Regions from separate parts of the Mus musculus genome. Here all the other regions are linked to region 1. The links are chromatin contacts, called in public Micro-C and promoter capture Hi-C maps. All regions are on one chromosome and are shown on one strand. The core of a region is the stretch at or near the end of the contact, and the rest is flanking DNA. Distances in the headings are between cores, read along the strand shown. Region 1 overlaps Tanc1 (tetratricopeptide repeat, ankyrin repeat and coiled-coil containing 1). Region 2 has its middle 15 kb from the start of Gm39831. Region 3 overlaps Cd302 (CD302 antigen).

Evidence for each region. A called contact is a pair of places that touch in the nucleus more often than the background predicts. Capture Hi-C pulls out chosen DNA fragments and counts their contacts.
Region 2: a contact with region 1 is called in a promoter capture Hi-C map of adipose tissue. The contact joins two enhancer-like sites. A contact is called at or near these places in 1 of 15 datasets of contacts at CTCF or cohesin (large pre-B cells), 16 of 484 Hi-C or Micro-C datasets (Th2 cells, bone marrow-derived macrophages, embryonic fibroblasts and 8 more), 7 of 115 datasets of contacts at active chromatin or transcription factors (embryonic basal ganglia, embryonic stem cells and stem cell-derived neural progenitor cells) and 1 of 9 other capture datasets (adipose tissue).
Region 3: a Micro-C map of embryonic stem cells shows a contact between it and region 1, with 2.3 times the contacts expected there. The contact joins two enhancer-like sites. A contact is called at or near these places in 1 of 484 Hi-C or Micro-C datasets (embryonic stem cells), 2 of 115 datasets of contacts at active chromatin or transcription factors (both in embryonic stem cells) and 1 of 9 other capture datasets (embryonic stem cells).

The regions. Positions count from the first base shown.
Region 1 is chr2:59,840,018-59,843,376 of GRCm38.p6, reverse strand. Tanc1 (tetratricopeptide repeat, ankyrin repeat and coiled-coil containing 1) reads right to left here. Exons shown (of 27, transcript NM_198294.3): 25 at 2,292-2,438; 26 at 1,267-1,367; 27 at 1-682. Among named protein-coding and RNA genes, the nearest start is that of Wdsub1, 41 kb to the left of the region's middle. Within about 2 kb of position 1,651, at least 96 of the 459 cell types and tissues checked have an H3K27ac peak or open chromatin away from gene starts, as enhancers often do. A contact at or near this core is called in adipose tissue and embryonic stem cells, where this site is marked.
Region 2 is chr2:59,525,665-59,528,564 of GRCm38.p6, reverse strand. No RefSeq gene overlaps it. Among named protein-coding and RNA genes, the nearest start is that of Gm39831, 15 kb to the right of the region's middle. Within about 2 kb of position 1,469, at least 15 of the 459 cell types and tissues checked have an H3K27ac peak or open chromatin away from gene starts, as enhancers often do. A contact at or near this core is called in adipose tissue, where this site is marked.
Region 3 is chr2:60,266,013-60,269,189 of GRCm38.p6, reverse strand. All of the region lies in intron 2 of Cd302 (CD302 antigen), which reads left to right. Among named protein-coding and RNA genes, the nearest start is that of Cd302, 17 kb to the left of the region's middle. Within about 2 kb of position 1,594, at least 38 of the 459 cell types and tissues checked have an H3K27ac peak or open chromatin away from gene starts, as enhancers often do. A contact at or near this core is called in embryonic stem cells, where this site is marked.

The sequences.
Region 1 (3,359 bases), core at 402-2,901:
GCGCTGCAGCTGGAGGCTCTGGCTGGCGCCCAGCCGATCCCCGAAGTGGCCACAACCAGTTCCTGCAGTGAAGGGACCGGTTCCCTCTAAATGCTGGTTTCTGCTCACGGCAGGGGCTGCAGATACTCTACCCGGCATCGGACTCGGGGGAGGGTTCTGAGAAGAAACTTGTATTTTTGTGCTACTGTTTCTCATGCTAGATTGCCCGGAACCCAGATGTTGGTTGGTCTTCACTATCTGTGCCTGTTTGGTAGGCTGCATAACCAAGCCTGACTGGGCTACAGTCTCTCTCAGGGACTTGCTGATTCCTGCCCTGCTCTGTGGGGATGCTGACCTGCCTTTGGACTGTAATCCCTCTTGAAGGTTGCGGATGTATGGGGAAGGGACAGACGGTGGTGGCTGGGATCTGGGAGTCGGGGAAATGGACTCTTCCTGTGAAGAGGTGTCTTCCTCTTCCGCCTCCTCAATGGGGAAGTGGTCCTTTAAACTAGAGGCTGGCGCATCCTCCTCATTATCCGAGTCATTGGCTGGAGCTGGTGGGGGACCCTGCTGCTTTTGCTGCTGGTTCCTCTGGAGTTGCTTGCACTCTTCTTCAACACGGGCCAGGAGCCTCTTGATTTCCTGATTGTTGGGACAGAGTTTCACAGCCTCTTGCAGGTCAGCCAGAGCTGCCAGGAACTGCCTTCATATGAAAGTATAAGATAAGATTAGAGGACACATCTGAGCAGGCTCTGGGTGCACTGTCCTTAAGCTAGCTGTCCTCAAAGGGAAAGGGGGGAGGTCCAGGGACTTGCTGGGTAAGTCCTGGTTGGCCCAGAGTTGCTGAGCCAACAGAACAGTGCTGTACTCTAACCCAGGGCTTGGTGACTCTGGGCCTCTGATCTATCTATAAAGACACCAGGGCAGAGGGTGCCAGAATCCTGTCCCTCTAAGCACTGGTTTCTGCTTGAGGCCCTCTCTGGCCCTCCTCATGTCCCTTTCTAACTCTTCTGCTCCTCTGTCACCCCTCTTTGTCTGTCTCATATGAGACAAGAGCTCAGAGGGTGTTCTGGTACGGTGGGCAAGATACCAGAATGTCAAGAAAATGAACGTTAGCCGCTAAAAGTAACGCCCATGGCCGTGCCTCTTGGAAGCCACTGGATTTTATTGAAAGGAAGGAGAAGTGTGTAATAACTCTGATGAAGGGAAACACCCTCAAACTCAACTAGCAGGTTTGACCTCCCAGAGAAATGCCCCAGTAGTCACGTGGGTGACCCCAGACAGTACCTGCTGTTCCTTTTTGCTCTCGCCCGGGCATAAAAGGCTTCGTAGGATTTGGGTTTCAATTCCAGAGCCTTTGAAGCAAATTCTTCTGCCAAACCAAAGTCCTGGTAGCAACAGTTGAAAAGTCAGAAGCAGCGCTGAGAGAAAGGGCTGTCTTCTAAGAGCGCTGCCCTAAGGGTAGCAGAGCATGGGGACCCTGCGGGGTCCTGGGGGCAGGGCAGGCACATTCCCTTACCCGACTCCCCCACACTTGTTTAAGATACATAATCAGAGCTTATGACTATCCTTAAGCACCCAGTTCAGAAGCAGCAATTATGGCTCAGGAGAAAGCAGCACAGCTGCACACAGAAGGCCCTGGGGCTAGGAGCAGGGCTGGGGTAGGGGTGGGGCTGGGAGCAGGCTGGGGGTGGGGCTAGGGCTACGAGTGGGGCTGGGGGCGGGGCTGGGGTAGGGGTGGGGCTGGGAGCAGGTTGGGGGTGGGGCTAGGGCTAGGAGTGGGGCTGGGAGGGGCTGGGAGCGGGCTAGGGGTGGGGCTAAGGGTAGGGGTGGAGCTGGGGGTGGGACAGGGAGTGGGGCGAAGTTCAAAACATCAGTAGGAAGAACTACAAAATGTCTACTACTAACAAAGTACAAGTTGACCACTACTGGTTGTAAACTGGGAGTATTTACTAAGCAAACCCAAGGACCACAAGACAGGTCAACTGTGTGGACACTTGTCTTGGACTTTTCTTGAATGTGGAAAGGAAGCGTCCTCGACTGTTGAAAACCCTGGCAGACCCAGCTGGCGGGGACCGGACACAGCTGGCCTTTGCTGCTTTTGCTGAAGCAAAGGAAACGCAACCTAAGCACATTCTATCAACCCGAGTGCTTTCCATCAGCATCTGGTGAGGTGGACAGTGGCTGTGACCTATGAGAGGTCCCTGAGAGCAGCAGCCCCCACAGCACCTCAGTCAGTCGCCAGACTGGGTCGAGGGCCTGGCCCTCACCTACTGCCAAAGAACTGGGACAGACAACAGCTCCCAGCTTACGTTTGTTTTCCTTCGGCATCGCGACAGATTGAGATAGAGGGAGACTCTCAGTTCATTGAACGGCCTCATGTCTTCTCCGAGTCCTTCCCGAGGGAACTTCCGCAAGGCATACTGGTACCTCTGGGCTGCCTCCTTCATCTTCCCTTTCTACGAATCAAAAATCACACAAAGTTATTCTTTCCCAGGGGGCTCTAAGATGAACCACCATTCTGAAGGCCATCCCTGTAAAAATCTTCACAGTGCATGAAAAGGACCCGGATGGCTAGGTGTCTTTTTAGTAGGACCCAGGCCACTGAGCAGTCTGAACGATCTCAGACTACATCGCCCTCACAGGTTGTCACACAGCAAGGAAAAAGATGGCTCAGCAAGAAGGTATTTGCGAACTGCAAAAAAAAATCACTAAGTCTCCACCTTCTGCATCCAGTTATCTTATCACATCTAATTTCACTGTTATTTCAAGAACCATGTTTCTCTGAAATACATTTTAATTTCAAGTATAATAGACACTGGATTGAAAAAAAAATGTTGTAGTTTCTAAGGCAGCCAGAACCTCATGGATAAACCTGCAGCTTGACGTAGAATAGTAATTTTTCTTTTAGAAGCACCGAAGAATTGGCTTTACAAATGAGAGCCACACACAGCACACCACTCTCAAGGCCAAAGGAATCCATTTGCTCTGTCAGCCTCCTTGCACAGCAGGAACTGCTGCCTGCTGGAAACGGCTTAATATTTCTGACATAATTACCTAGCAGAATCCATATTAAAACCACTTCAAAGCCACAACAGAATACACCCTGAACTCAATTTCCAACCGACTTCAAGCCAGGAACCCTGCTGGGTCATGCTATATGCCTAGTTATTTGTTACTATGAAAAAAAAAACCAACAACAAAAAAGAAACAAGAGCATAGCAAATAAATCTCCCCAGGAGTGAAAAGGATTAAAGCAGTCATAAGCTTGGGTCCCTCCCCCATACTCTTAATTCTACCTAATTACAGGTTCTTGAAAGAATAGTCATCTATGCAAATGACCTACCCAGCTACCTAACCCAGGTGTGGCCACCCACCAC
Region 2 (2,900 bases), core at 220-2,719, 310 kb after region 1:
AACTATCTCCAATATTCAGCTTGAAAACAGATTGGGACGAACACACACACACACACACACACACACACACACACGAGTTAAATACTCTTGTCAAAGCTATGAAAACCTGCTGGGTGGTGATGGTGTATGCCTTTGATCCAAGCACTTGGGAGGCATAGGCAGGGGTAATCTCTGAGTTTAAGGCCAGCCAGGTCTACAGATCAAGTTCAGAGACAGCCAGGGTTATAAAAGAAAAACAAAACAAAACAAAACAAAACAAACAAACCTAAAACTCAGGGACTCAGCGATTCTTAGCACTTGAGCATCATCTCTTACATTGTTTGCCCTGGAAATGCTCTCTGAATCTGTAACCATAGCAGGATATTGCAATGGAAGGCTCAGCTCCGTGTTGAGCTGCGATAGGCATAATATTTCAAAGTTAGGCCGTGGACACCATCTATGGAACAAAAATGGACTTCCAGATTTTGCCCTCTTTTCCATGGAAAGACATATTTATCCTCTCTGTATGTACATAGGACATACATGTACATTGCCAAGGATATAGGGATGCGGGGCCATGACCTCAGGCCATGTAAAGCATTCTTAGGTACTGTGAGTTGTGACAAAGATTCCCATGGAGGAAGCTCTAAAAAAACCCCACAAAACCCCATCAGAGAAGATAAATCAGTTACACGCAATCATATACCATTTCCTGTTGCTATGAGAAAACATCTGAGACCTTGTAACTTAAAAAGTGTAGCGGTGGGTATAGTTCGTGACTCTGGAATCCATGACCACGTGTGTGGGTCAGAACACAGCAGAGAACCGAAGGGCAATCTGTGTAAGAGATGGAACACGGGGTGTGGGTACACTTTATCACAACTTTCTCACTCAAACGTACACTCAGTCCCTCAGGAAAGGCTGTAATTCTCCTCTAACTATTGCATCAAAGCCTTCACCTTCTGAGACACCCACAGTAGCAGCCAAATTTCCAACAGGAGTTTCAGAATGGACAAACCATATCGAAACGTAGCATCAACCCATCAGCAAGAAGAGTGGGGAGCACCTCTTGGCTTTTGTTTTGTTTTTGTTTTGAAGTGCAGTTTCAAGTAGTCCAGGCTGGCCTTGAACTCTCACTGAGGTCATCAAGCTGGCAGTGGGGATCATGGAGAAGTTGACAGCTCCTTTTCCCCCACCACAAACCTCCCCAGGAGCCACCTTAGCCCTCAGAGTTTAGGGTTTTACTTGGGACCCAGCATTTAAAACCTGACCAAGTGTTTGTTTGTGTTCTAAGAAACAGTTTCTCCCTGAGGACCTTCAACTACACAGATAAGCATCGTCCTGCCTGAGGTTTTTGGCAATGCCGCCCTGCTAGTGGTCATTAGGAAGTGCGTGGGAGTCTGTTTTGATTGTCACAATGGTTGGTGGGGAGGAGGATGAGGCGAGACTTTATAGAGCAAAGGTCTGGGATGCTAAGCATCCTAGAATTCCCAGAATTGTCCTGCATGAAATTGGACCAGCTCCACCCCCGTGGAGCTACACCCTCAGAAGCCAGGCCTTGGAAAGAATGGGGGCTGGCCGAAGTATAAGCACATTTTAACTGTGTTCCCTTTGTGCTTACCCACTGTGTCCGTGACACCGAGATTGAAATTCCTGCGCTGACCTATAAAACTCTTCCTGATGCTCAGGCCTCCAAGCTGCATCGATGCTGTGAAGCCAGGCAGGAGCTCATGGACTGATTGCAGCCTGGAGCCTTAGAAGAGCTGGCCAGGCTTAAACCTGCTGGGGTCGGGGCACTGAACTCCAGGATTGGCTAGGCTGAGAAAACCTGGCAGGGTCTGATTATGTTTGACGGAATCACCTCTGTTTTTGGTCTTGGAAGTCTCTGAATGAACTAGCTCACACAAGGTAGTTGTCATGTGACTGATTTAAGATCCTGAGATGCATGGATACCTGATTATGCAGGTCGGCCAAGGTTAGCCACAGAGATTCTTATTACAGGGATGGCAAGAGCCAGAGTCCAGAAAAGGACATTCATGGTCAGAAGCTGAAGTCAGAGAGGTTTGTTTTGATGATGATGATGTGTGTGTGTGTGAGTGAGAGAGAGAGAGAGAATGTGTGTGTGTGTGTGTGTGTGTGTGTGTGTCTGTGTGTCTGTGTGTGGTACTAAGAATGTTCTAGAAGTACACACCTGGTTTGAGGTGTAGTAGAAGTCTTCCTTCTCAGGAGGCCTGGCAGGTCTCGGCATGTTACCTGAGGAATCTTGTTTTGTTTTTTGTTTTTGTTTGTTTGTTTTTGTTTTACTAGACAGGGTTTCTCTGTGTAGCCCTGGCTGTCCTGGAACTCACTCTGTAGACCAGGCTGGCCTCCAACTCAAAAATCCGCCTGCCTCTGTCTCTCAAGTGCTGGGATTAAAGGCGTGAGCCACCACCGCCCGACCTGAGGAATGTTGTAGCCACAGCAAACTAAATTTGAAGTTTCCAAGGAGACAGTGAAGGAGGCCCAGAAATTTTCTTCATCTGCTCTCAGCAACCTGCAGCCATGGCCCAGGACTTCATGATAGAAATGAGTGCGTGCAGGAAAAGAATCCAAAGGAGCGACAGGAGTTCTGCATCATTCCTGGTTTTCTCAGGTAGTGAGTGTGGCCCCTTTGGGTGGAAAATTAGATGCCACTTCAGGTGCATTCACCGGAGGCTTTCAAGGGTTTCTCTCACCTTACCAACACCTGCATGATCCAATGCCATCTCAGATCTTGCAAAAGTAAAAACTGGACTAGCAAAGTAAAAACTAGAGAAAATTAAAAGGGTGAAATTGATAACCAACACCTCTTTCACTGGGGCAGATCACAGCATCCACAGGTCAGGGACTCCGACGGCCATTTCAATATTACCTGAGAAGTTCTACTACAGGCCCCACAGTCT
Region 3 (3,177 bases), core at 345-2,844, 430 kb before region 1:
AACTCGGCTCTTAACGGCCCCGTACAATTTACTGACAATACCAACTTACTGTAAAAGAAACAAACAACAAACACCCCCCTCCTTTTATAGGATTCCTAAATGCAAAGTCAATGCTTATTACATGTCTTGGCAAATTGTTCTCTTTGGATTCCAGTTTCATAACATGTAATGAAAGAACTCAGTGGGGAAACCTCCACTCAGCTCCCGATTCGGCGTGCACCCAAGAATCACGAATAGAACACAACACCTTGATGTAACAACAAGAGGTTTTTTAATGGCGGAGCTCCGGGTCGAAACGTATCTCACATAACAGGAGACAGTGGATTCGACCACGAGGCTTGGAAGCTAGGGGTTTTTATAGAAAAGGAGTGGGGCTGGGGGAGGAATTGGCGAGGTTTCACATGATTGGTCCATTTAAACATCAGCAGCCTGTAACATTTAACTTAGGTCAGAGGGGTGGGAGCTAGGGAGGCGATGGGCTTGCCCGGGCATGTCCTGGTCTGTTCTGCTATGTTCTCAGCCCCAGGTTTCAAAGCTCAGAAACAACTCTTTGGGCTATTTAACATACATTACATGAATTACAGTTTTATTTCCTTTCAGTAACAAGTTTAAATGATTTTATAGAATAACAAACAGACAAAAAGCCCCACAACCCCCCCATCCCCACCCCCACCCCCAAGGCAGCTCTGTTGTTCATGTCAGTGATGTGGCTGAATACTGAGGGCAGCCTGCAGTGGGTCCTTGCCTTCCATCTTGCTTGACAGGGTCTCTTGTTATTCACTGCTTCAGATGCCTGGGCCGGCTGGCTGTGGGCTTCTGGAGGCTTCTGTCTCTACCTCCTGTCTAGCCCCAGGGACACCGTGAGTTCGTACATGGGCTGTGGCATCAATGTCAGTGAGTTCTGGTCATCTGAATTCAGTCCTGATGTTTGTGAGGCAAACATTTTACCCACTCGAGCATCTCAGCTCTACAGTTCAAATTTAACAAGTAATATTTGACACAGGCTCTCTCTCGCTGATTAAGTAGGCAGGTAAGTGCCTTTCAGTAGCTGGGACCACAGACATATCTCACACTTTCAGCAAAATGTCTTTTTTTTTTAAAGACTGATTTTCATTATGCACATTGTCCAGCCTGGCCTTAAACTCCTGCCTCAGTCTCCTGAGTAGATTACAAGCATTTGTCAGAGGACCCCAACAAAATTTCTGTCTCCTTGAGTGTGCCCTTGCCCCAGCCTGCCCCTGCTGCCCTGGGTGTCCTGGAATTCTCTCTGTAGGCCCAAGTCCCCACACATGTGTGTGCTCCACCAGTGAACTGCTTACCCGTCCTGTTAAAGGTGTGCTTGGAGTAGAGACAGCTCATGTATCTGGCTCTGTCCCAAAGACAAGCTTCTGTTACCCTCTTGTTGTCTTGACATTCCTTTAGTTAAATCTAAAACCACCAGACCTCAGGGTGAAATATGAGCTGGTGGGACTGGCCTTGAGTTCCTTAAAGGGGCTTTTTCTTCTGTGGTGGAACTAAGAATCCACCTGATTACCTCATCACACTTTTTTGAAACTCCCAACTCCATTACTTAGAGAGGCCTCCCTGCCTTTAATCCCTGCACTTGGTGGCAAAGGCAGGCAGATCCAGGCTACCAAGGTTACAAAGTGAAAGGGGGTAAAGGGGAGGGGACAAGGAAGTGTCTGGGTGTGGTGACGCCCAGCTATAATCCCAACAATTAGAAAATAGAAGCAGGATGACCAGGGGTTCCAACAGACAGTTGTGAGCTGTCATGGTGAAACCCTGTCTCAAAAAATAAGGGCTACTTCAGTCCCCAATGTCACTGGGGGTGGGGTGGGGTGTGAAAACAGAAACAAATGCCCACCATGACGGCTGATTCCAGTCATCAACCTGACTGGATTGAGGGGTGCCCGGGATAGTTGGTAAATGACTTCTGGGGATGTTTACGAGAGTGTCCACATGGAACGGGTCGGGGGAAGCCTATGGATCCACAAACAGTATGCAAGCGCCTGCCCTGGAGTGAGTAGGTGTTATCTAGTCAGCTGGAGCAAGTAAGTAGACAGGACAGAGGGACACATGTCCTCCCCCTCTCGTTCTTCTTTCAAAAGCAGATGTGGTTGCTGCATCCCTTGGACCTGATTGCAGCCTCTTCAGCCTCTGACTCTGGGCCTCACACTATTGTTAGGAGTATTCTTGTCTTTCAGCCCCAGATGTAGGCCCTGTTCTAAGGCATCTTGTACTTAGCCACTAGTAGCTCCCCTTAGCTCTCCAGTTTGCAAATGGGCGTTATAGAATTTCATATAAGCCAATATAATAAACCCTCTCATAAAAAAATTAAATAAGAAGCACAATTTCTGAAAAATCACAAGTAAAACATTTTGAAAGACTATAACGTTTTCTACCTATATTTAATTAAAATCATATTCATTATAGAAAGGAATAAATGGAAATATAGTTTTATTGAGCTAGCACATAGTTTGGTGTGGTTTTGACAGGCTCTGGTTTTGTACATAGGCTGGTCTGGAGTGCTTGATCCTCCTGCTTCAGACTCTTGAGACCTGAGATTAAAAGTGGGCTGGAGAAATGGCTCAGTGGTTAAGAGCACTGGCTGCTCTTCCAGAGGACCCAGGTTCAATTCCCAGCACCCACATGGCAGCTCACAACTGTCTGTAACTCCAGTTCCCGGGGATCCAACACTATCACACAGACATACATGAAGCCAAAACACCAATGCACATAAAATTAAAATAAATCATTAAAAAAAAGTGTGTGTACCAAGACTGCATGGCCACATTGTACATAAATACATTTATTCCCCCTGGAAAAGTTGGTAGCTATTAAATGGTGTTGACATGTTGGCTTTTAGCAGGGGCAAGGAGTAGGGGGGAGACACAGTTTCCATTATACCCAGTTTATTTCTTGGGAATTGAGCAGAACAGCAATGTCGCTAGCCTTAAGAGATTTGTTAAATGAGCTGTTCTCAAAAAACTGTTTGCAGTCTCTACATCTGTTTCAAAACAAGGTCATCACACGGTCTGGAAAGCCCAGGTTGGTCTCCAGCTCCGCTCTAACTCATGACCCTCCTGCCTGCACCTCCCACGTGCTGGAATTTTAGGGGTGCACAGCCATGCCGGGTACCTTCCTCTTTCTCAACAATGTACAGTAGTTACATTAGAC